Linked DNA regions of Hordeum vulgare: region 2 is linked to region 1. A link is a contact called in public Hi-C data. All regions are on one chromosome and are shown on one strand. Each heading gives the region's core, a stretch centred on a gene start, on an enhancer-like site or on the middle of the called end of the contact. The rest is flanking DNA. Distances are from core to core; before and after follow the strand shown. Region 1 holds the start of LOC123439837 (serine/threonine-protein kinase-like protein At3g51990). Region 2 has its middle 72 kb from the start of LOC123439837.

Region 1 (4,879 bases), core at 1,668-4,167:
AATCTGTCCAAGGATGCTGAAGAAAAGACTAGCCACCATCCATTCATTCGTGATTCGTTCTTCAAACCAAACAGAACACTTGTAAAGGTTAAACGTACTCCACAATAGATTTGTGGAAACTATGCCTTATCACTCATGCAGCAACAGGGACAATGAAGTACAGTACGTATTAATGAACACAATGGTTGAATTATTTCTTCCCCAATATGACGAGAAATTCTCCTAGAGCCTTCATTTGAATAGTACGGTTACTCACAGCCTAAAGTAACGACACACTGCAGCTGCTCGTTTTTTGAAGAGGTATTGGTCGACACAAGCAATAAAATACAGCAGTGCCAACAGCAGTATATAACTGTAGCACGCCTAGCACATGGAAGAGTAAGAGCACAGCAGGGTGGCAGTTCTTTATGTACCTTCTGAAGATGGAAATGTCAAAATATTTTTTTTCCTCTTAACATCCACTTCATCTGCCGTCCTGCTTATACATACAAATCAATGGAGCACTTGGTGACTCTTGTATGCAGACACAGGGAAAAGAATCAAGGAAGCTGCACAAAAGCTACAACAACAATCTATTTGGACCAAAGGCATGCCTTCAACGGATGGTCATTTTGAAGCTTCACATGATTTGATCTGAAGCAGCAAAATGAACATCAGTTGCTTACATGGAGTGTGAACTGCATTAACAGCACCCAAGTGCTCTATCATCATCTCATGACGTACTGGACTGTGCTGTCGTTCAGGCTTCAGAGTTTTGACAGTGCCAGTACCATGTGACCTTGATTGATAACATTGCTGGCACAGTAGTAATGCTGCAACCCACGGACCACGTAGCTAGGATTTGAATTCCAAGGTCTTACTGGTAAATCATCACGAGTCACAGCCAGGCCACTCTATTTGGATAGAACAGATATTACCATGCCAGCACCAGAAGAATAGGATTGGTGGTACCTCATGACTTCATGACCATTTGTCCTTGAGATGGACTGCCAACAATAATTCATTAAGCTGGCCTCAAGAATAATTTTGTAATTTTAACTTTCTTTCAACTTGCATTGGATCTTCTCTGCTTTGTCTTGGATCTTCTCCGCATTGTGTTGGACTACCTCTGTGTGCTCTTGGATTTTTCTTTCATTTTCTTGGACTTTCTCCGGCGTGCCTTGGATTTTCTCAGCTTTGTCGAGGATCTGCCTCGTCTTTTCCTTGATTTTCTCAGCTTTGTCAAGGATTTGCACCGTAATTTCTTGGATATTCTCAGCTTTGTCAAGGGTTTCCCCTAGCTTTTCTTGGATTTTGCCTTCATTCTCTTGGACTTTCTCTGCTTTCTCTTGCATTCCATCCGACTTATCTTGGATTTTCTCTGCTTTCTCTTGAATTTCATCTGCCTTGTCTTGGATTTTCCCTGCCTTCTCATGTTCTTTCACTGTTTTATGCTTGATGCTTGCATCTAAATGTGAAACCCTATCAATTTTACCGAGTGCCTCTGATTCAACCACTCTGACGGTTTGGTTCCTCCTCAGAATCAAGACTGCATCCTTTTGCATAAGATCACTAGTGCCGCGCACTGTTCTTGCCCGACTAATGCCAAATCTTTGGCCTGCAACACCATCAATCCGAGCCATCAGCTCCAAGAGATTCCTCCTCTCCCCATCCCCTGCCTCAGAGAACACCTTTCCGTTCTTCAATGGCCGTGGTGGTTTCTTGGCACCCACCAGTGGCACTAGCTCCTCCAAGGTTGCATCTGCCTCCTTTTCATCGTCATCAAATGCCAATGCTGAAGTCGATTCCTTCTCTGATGCAGCAGCTCGCTTGGAGATGGTCTTCTGGACATCAACGATCGCACAAGGGTTTCCTACCACCGCCATCCCGTTCCACACCTTGGCGGACACCGCCTTGCTGAGGACGACGAGCCTGTCAACAATGTCAGCCATTGAAGGCCGTCGCTCCCGGCAGGACCGTACACAACTTAAAGCCAGCGAAGCCAGGTCTCTTCGAGTGACTGGGTCGCGGGGCGGCGCTACCCGTGGGTCAAACAACGCGACGACCTTCCCCTTGCGTAGCAGGGGCACCGCCCACTCGATGACGGAGGGCGGCGAGTACTGAACGTCGATGGCCTTGCGTCCGCTCATGATCTCCAACAACAGGATCCCGAAGCTGAAGACGTCGGTCTTGGTGCTGAGGCTCTCCGGTGTGACGTAGGCCGGGTCGAGGTAGCCGAGCGTGCCCGCGGGCGCCGGCGTGGCGGCATTGGCGGCGCCTCCGTCCGTCTTGGGGATGCGGAGGGCGAGGCCGAAGTCGCCGAGGTGCGCGTCGAGGTGGGCGTCGAGCAGGACGTTGGCGGACTTGACGTCGCGGTGGATGACGGCGGGCTCGGCGTCGTGGAGCGCGCGCAGCGCCCTGGCGGTCTGCAGCGCGAGGCGGACGCGGCGGGGCCAGCCGGGCGGGCGCGGGTTGGAGTGGAGCAGGTCGTAGAGCGTGCCGTTGGGCATGTACTCGACGACGAGCAGGCGCGGGCGGCGGAGCGGGTCGGGGCCGGGGCCGGGGTCGGAGTAGCCGAGGAGGTTGACGAGGCGCGGGCCGCGCACGGAGGAGAGGATGCGGATCTCGTTGTCCACCTCGGCGCGGCGCGGGGAGGGGCGCTTGACGGCGACGGCGCGGCCCGAGGGGAGCACGGCCTTGTAGACGGCCCCGTGGCTGCCCCGGCCGAGCAGCGCGGCGTCGGCGAAGTGCGAGGTGGCGGCTTCCAGGTCGTCGTAGGCGAAGCGCTCGATCACCGGCGCGGCGGCGGGCGGCAGCGAGGCGGCGGGGCCCCTGGCGCGGCGCGAGATGGGGAGCGGCGAGATGGCCGTGATGGAGCGGCACGTCGCCGCCGACGAGTCCGCCCGGCAGGAGAGGTACCCCATCCGGGATGGGCCGGGCGGAGGCGGCCGTCGGGGCGGGGCGGGGCGGAAAGGGGATCCGAGGCGGGGGGAGGAGGAGACAAGTGTGGTGTTGGAACGGTAGCGCGGAGGGGCTGCGTGGTTTTTGGAGAAGGGCGCTTGGTCTCCGCGCGGCTGCGGGGCCTGGGTCGGGGACTCGGACTGGACGGACCGGCGGTGGTAAAAACTTTTGAACAGGACGGGGATGGATTTGCTTAATGATGATGAGAGGGATAAATAATTATCGGAAATGATGAATCCCAGAATCCCGATTTTTCCTATTATTACTTCATCTGTATCTAAATAATTATAATTATAAAAAATTAAAAGAGCTGCTACCCGTACACCGGCGGGCCACCTCAACGACCACTGGATGTATCGGTGCAGCCGTCCGATCTATGTTCTGCACCCAATAGTTCGTGAAACACAGGTCGAGTTGCACAAACAATAGCCGCGTTTGGGAAAACAATAGATGCGGGGACAGATCTCGCGGTGCCTCGTCCTCCTCGCGTTGGCGGGGCTGCTGCTGCTGGCGCTCCTCCGGCCGCTGTCGTCGACGTCCAGACGGTCCTTGCCGACGCTGCTCGCCGTGCCCAACGCCGACCTTTCATAGTCGCCCTCGGCGTTCGTGGCCGCCACGGGTCCGACCTCGCCGACGTGCTCCGCTACCACTTCCTCCTCGAGTACCTCTCCCCCGCCGACCTTCGTCGCCTCCCGGCCTCTGGGAAGCTGGTCACCACGTTGTTCCAGATTCTGAAACAACTGTCCAGTTTCTGAAACAACGATCCAGTTTCGGGAAACAGTTCGCGATTAGACGCTGTTCCAGTTTCTGAAACAACTATCCAGTTTCTGAAACAACGGTCCAGTTTCAGAAAACGGTTATTAGGTCGAGGCGAGATCCAGCGGACGAGCGGTCGACGGATGGATCGCGCGGATCAACCGGTGAAAGGTAAGACTTTCCCAAAAATTAAACAGTTCTTGACAACTATAATTGTTTAGGTATAAAAACAACATTACTATTTTTGAAAAGGAGACTGACCCCTCTGCATGAGATGCATGACTATGTATATTGTCATGTTATTAATTATTCATCAAGATTTTGTAAAATATATATTAATAAATCTGAAGCCACCTTCTTAGACAATAACGGTCCATCTATCAAATTACGAAAGGCGTGCACACAATTAGGTCCGCCTACACAAACCTCACATCAAAACTGAAAGGTCCAACCAAGCCGTCCAATGACGGGTCGAAGACACAAACTGGTCTAATGTATAAGAAATGATGATAAGAGGGATGGTAACAAACTAAGGGGTCCAACCAAACCGTCCAATGACAGTGGTAACTTTTGAACCGCACGGTGATGGATTTGCTTAATGATGATGAGAGGGATAAATAATTATAGGAAATGATGAATCCCAAAGTCTGGATTTTGCATATTACTAAATAATTATAGTTATGAAGAACTAAAATAACATAAGGGGTATTACTATTTTTAAAAAAGAGACGGACCCTTCTACATGAGACGTATGACGATGCATACTGTCATGTTATCAATTATTCATCAAGATTTTACAATATATATATTAATAAATCTAAAGCCACTTTCTTGACAATAACAATCCATCTATCATATTATAAAAGGCGTGCACATAATCAGGCCCGCCTACACAAACCTCACATCCAAACCAAACATCAAAACCGAAGGATCCAACCAAGTCGTTCAATGGCGAGTCGAGGACGCAAACCGGTCTAATGTATTCTCAACGATCATCTGATGTGCACGCTTTAGAAGCCATCATCATCATCTTTTGCCGATCCTTCTTCAGAATTGATATCAATGTATAGGTCTATCAAATTATGGAAGGCATGCACATAATCATGCCCGCCTGCACTAATCTCACATCCAAGCCAAACATCAAAATCGAAGGCCCAAACCACGTCGTCCAATGACGGGTCAA
Region 2 (4,879 bases), core at 1,258-3,757, 72 kb after region 1:
ACAATGAATAATGGAGGACAATCGGTGAGACCGGCAGCGGCAGTTTTTGATGACTACTATTTTCTGGCTTGTGATTTCCCTCAAATTAGTTTTGAACATTGTAATAGGAAAGCCAATAAGGTGGCTCATGAAATTGCTCGGATAGCAAATTTTTCACTCACTAGAGATTGGTTTGAGGAGCCAATGAATAATATTGTATCTTTTCTTTTGGAGGATGTAACTATTATTTCTAATTAATAAAGTGGAAGTTTTATTTTAAAAAAGTCATGGTGGTTCGTCGTCACCACATGCTCGACCTCGATGGACTTGAGGATGACATGGTTCCAGCCACGACAACGAGTTACACCACCGCCGCAAGGTGCTTGGCGTCCTTGCCCAGCGCCAAGTGGTACCACGCCTCTGCCTCCTTCCATGATGGGCCTCGGATAGCGTTGCCACCCTCAGTTGCAATGCCAACCGTGTCTTCTCCCGTGACGACTACGAGTTACTCCTCCTCCACGAGTCCCACATGGTCGTCGTACCCCTTCACCTCCATGAGCCCCATGAGGCATATGTCATCCTCCTCTTCCTTCTTCGAGCTCGGGGTTTTCAGCAGCCGCACATGGTACACGTGATCCTTGATGGCAAGCTACACGTGCCATGTCACGCGCTCACGCACCATAGGAAGTAATGGGGGTGGCTTGCGTTTGGGGGCCACCGACGGACTTTAATAGACGAGGGAGGCTCCTTGGGTGACCACACTACGGATATGAATAGGTGGGAGTGTTGAGCTTCACTGAATATTGCAGGGCTCCATGGAGAAGGAGTTTGGATTACCAGTGTTCGACAACGAGACTTCCTACTCCACCCCTCGATTTGGGTCATACCGAGGGATTTCGGTCATTCACACGCCCGGTCCAAAGTAGGGATTTACGTTGAAGGTTCTAAAGAGCAAGTTATGCGACTCAATGTGCGGGAGGCCGCGGGCCTTGAAGCGCTCGTCTTTTTCTAGTGGTTTTTCACATGTTTTTATTTTTATTTTTTGGTTTCTTTTCTAATTTTTCTGTATACATCCCAATATTGTAAATATATATCTCTCCTACTAAAAAAACGATTTTTTTCGCCCACCTCGTTCTTTGTCCAATTCTCCCTTCTCTTTATTGACTTATTAAATAAAAGTATGTTTTATTTGGCAATACATTAAGTCCTTACTAAGGGATTACTAAATAAAATCCTAAACTTATTTAGGTAGGAAAATCAGGAGCATGATTTGATAACAATTATTTAGACAATCACATTAATATGGAAGGTAATCATGAGCTAACATATTATAGAATATTTACACCTATTGCAACGCACGAGCAATTGTATACTATTATAAAAAGAAAACACTTACATTAAACATTAAAAAAATGTTAAATCTGTATAGAGAAAAGTTTTTCATGTATACGCAAAGCATAAAAATATACACAATGTGTAAGAAAAGGTTGAACATACATAAAAAAGATAATTAATCATTTGAAAAATGTTGAATGTGTATAGATATTTTTCCTTGTATACAAAAAATATATATAAATACAGTGCGTATGAAAAAATGTAGATCGTGTATTTAAAAAATGTTAAATGTATATATTGATACTCTTGGTGTATATGAAAAAGTATAAACCATACATTGAGTAAAAGTGGATATAAAATTAATAGTTCAAAAGTTAATTCTGATCTTAAAAATGTGAAACATGTATATACAAATGTTCCTGATGTATACAATAAATGTACATTGTGTGTGTAAAAACATTAGCCGGCACTAATATAATGTACACCGTGTATTGATAAATGTTAACCATGTATTAAAAATATTAATCTTGTGTTTTAATTTTCTAAAACATGTATTATAAAATGTATTAGATGTATACCAAAAATATAAGTGAAAAAACAGTGAAACTAGAAAAGAAACAAAAGACCAAAGAAAAAGAAGAAAAGAAGAAAGGGAAAACCAGTGAAACCGAGAAAAGAAAGAAAAACCCAGTGAAAGAACAACCAAAGAAAAACATGAAGAAAAGAGGTAAAAGGAAAGGAAACAAAAAAGAAATGAAAATAAGAAAAAAAAACAAAAAACCCAGTCCAAATCAACAAAGTGTAGCAATTCCAGCGAACGAGAAATGCCAGCGAAAGAAAAGAAATACCTAATCGGGCGTTGACCGCGAAATAGCTCTGGCGCTGGGTTTTTTTTTTTTTTTTGACCTGATCAGCTTTAGGACTTGATCCTCTGATTTTTGGGATTCTTCATTTCCGGACTTTATTTCTCACTTTCTTATAAACGACATGGCTATTATACGAGGAATAAAGTTTTATACCGTTTAAAAGAAAAACACATCAAAAACTGTGCTATTCGTTTTGAAAAGATGCAGTGGCAAAGAAGGAGATGGTTTTGTTTCCTTCGTCGGTCACGAGCTGCTTGTGGAATGAGCAGTGGCTCTGGCCTCTGGGCGTCTTGCTGTTGCCGGATCCCTTTGCTTCGTCTGCCGCTGTTGATCGGTGCACGTACCGTCATGCTCAGCCGCCCACCACGTTGTCCGTTCTCAAAGGGGTCCAGTGCACTGCACGTTCAGCTGCTCGCTCGCCGACCACTGTCCTTGTCCAAAATGCATGCTGCGTGCCCCAACTCATTTGTTCTATCTCAAGAAAGAAGGTTATTTGCTGCACGTTTGTTCAAATTGCTCCGTGACGAATTGAACGCTGCTGAACTTCTGCTGCACATCTGTGCAGACCTGTATATACCACACCGTCATCACTGTACCAAACCGGATCGATCCAAACTTTCGGCCGGCCTCGCGCGGGCCGCACGATCCACCAACCCCGCGCGTCCGCACCGTTGGATCTTCATGCAACATTTTTTTCTCGATGTAGCAAAAATTTGACACGATGTAACAATTTTTTCAACGGTTGCAACAAAAAACAAAATTTATAAAAAAAATATCCACGTGATCGTAGCAAAAAAACAAAGTTGATGGTACGTGGTAGCAAAAGTCAAACACCGGTTGTAACAAATATCTATGTGAACGTGTATGCAACTTTTTTAGTGAACGGTTGCAGCAAAAAATGATGTCGGTCGTAACAAAAATTAACACGGTTGTAGCAAAAGTAAAAAAACATCGATTGTAATGAAAAATTCAACGAACTGAAGTTACAACCAAACGTATATGTAACTTTTTTACTGGACAAATGTAGCAAAAAACGTTTGCAGCAAATATGACGCTGATTGCAACCAATTTAAACGAAAAATGTTGCATGCCCAGTCAGCGGGTCACGCGGGGTCTCATGCGACCGGTTCGGCCGGCGCATGGATCAGAAACGTTTCCCTAAATATAGCACGTAACAGCCAGAAACTAATGAAAACCTTCTTGACTTACAATGTACTATTCCGATAGAAGAAAAGTAACTTGATGATGTATCTCCACTATCTAAAAAATGCATAAGGTCCATTTTGCTCCTTTGGTTCCGCTGTTTGGTGGAGTCTCCTTGCATCCGTGTGCACTGTTTTTCTTTTTTTAATTTTAGTTTGTGTTTGGTTTTCCTATCTTTTTTTTATTTTCTTCTTTTTTGCGTGTTTTCTGGTCAGTTTATTATTTACGTGCCTTTTATTTTTTGCCTTGTTTTTTGATTTTTAAAATCTGTGCTAATTTTTTAAATTTGTAAAAACTTTTGAAAATACACTAGAATTATCTAAAACATGTGAACACTTTAAAAAAATTACATGGACAAATTTTCGATGACTTAGTTACATGGATAAGTTTAAAATATATGACAAACATTTTTGAGTTACACTATGATGAGCGGTTTCTCAATCTATGTTGACCAATCTTTTAATAGACAAGAACATTTTTTGAATGCATGATGACTTTTTAATACGATTTTCATTACACAATGAACATTTTAAAATACCAGCTGTTTTTTTTATAAAATTAGCAAATAAAATATGTTCCATTTATATATTTACAAAATTGAAAAATTATGAATATGGTTTTTAAAACCCATCAAAACCGTACGTAACCTACCCCAAAACCTAGGATCAAACGGCATAATGGCCGGTCCACCCCACGCGAACGTCGTGGGCCAGCACCCTGTCCCGCTAGCACCGAGGCGAGGAATATTTACGCTGCATGCGCGTGCGTGGCTCACCTTCTCTTTTTTCCGTGTGTGAAAAAAAGACCCTTCTCTTTTTCTCCCTCATTATAAAGAAAAACTAACGCCTCTACCCCGGTCGGCATCGCTCCACTGCATTGGGACGGGGACGGGGACGGGGACGACGACGTTGCTGTGCATACACGACACGTGTCCCGTGCGGATCCAGAGCATGTGTTTCACGGCCGTGCTCGATCGTCTATATTTGTGGTTCGTTCGATTCGAGCTGCCGGTCGGTGTTGCGTCCGTCGCCATCCTCGAGCTGTCGTGCTCGTCTCTACCGCACGCACCACTCCTTCCTCTAGCCACCGTGCCGGTCCTGTTGACGTATAATGTGTTGCCTAGTCTCTTTTATCAGATCGGTCTTTTGGTTGCATTGGCTAGAGCATACACTTCTACATGGTATCAGAGCCAAGAGGTCTCGAGTTCAAGACCCGACTGACTCAATTAAATTGCAGTCCACTTTCGGTCCACGTTTAGGCCTGAGAGTATCTTCCATGGCTTTTCTTCAGCTCGATTCACGTGGAGAACCGCCACCTTCGCCTCCGGCGCTGCCCATCATCGGCAACCTGCACCAGCTTGGCCGGGGCCGGCACCACCGGAGGCTGCAAGCTCTCGCGCGGAGCTACGGCCCGCTCTTCCTCCTCCGCCTCGGCTCCGTGCTCAAAACCCAGGACCAAGCTCATCATCAGCCTGACCAACACCGTCATCTCCAAGG

Evidence for each region. Hi-C and Micro-C count contacts between places; a contact is called where the count stands out from the background.
Region 2: a contact with region 1 is called in a Hi-C map of leaf, with 4 times the contacts expected there. The contact joins the enhancer-like site here to the promoter of LOC123439837 in region 1. A contact is called at or near these places in 3 of 6 Hi-C or Micro-C datasets (leaf and seedling) and 1 of 1 datasets of contacts at active chromatin or transcription factors (embryo).

Annotation. Positions count from the first base shown.
Region 1 is chr1H:391,050,741-391,055,619 of MorexV3_pseudomolecules_assembly, forward strand. LOC123439837 (serine/threonine-protein kinase-like protein At3g51990) reads right to left here and starts at 2,918. Exons shown (of 1, transcript XM_045116490.1): 1 at 380-2,918. The coding sequence starts at 2,903. The coding sequence ends at 1,035.
Region 2 is chr1H:391,123,489-391,128,367 of MorexV3_pseudomolecules_assembly, forward strand. It overlaps the pseudogene LOC123399480. Among protein-coding and RNA genes, the nearest start is that of LOC123439837, 72 kb to the left of the region's middle. Within about 2 kb of position 2,508, at least 3 of the 3 cell types and tissues checked have open chromatin away from gene starts, as enhancers often do. A contact at or near this core is called in leaf and seedling, where this site is marked.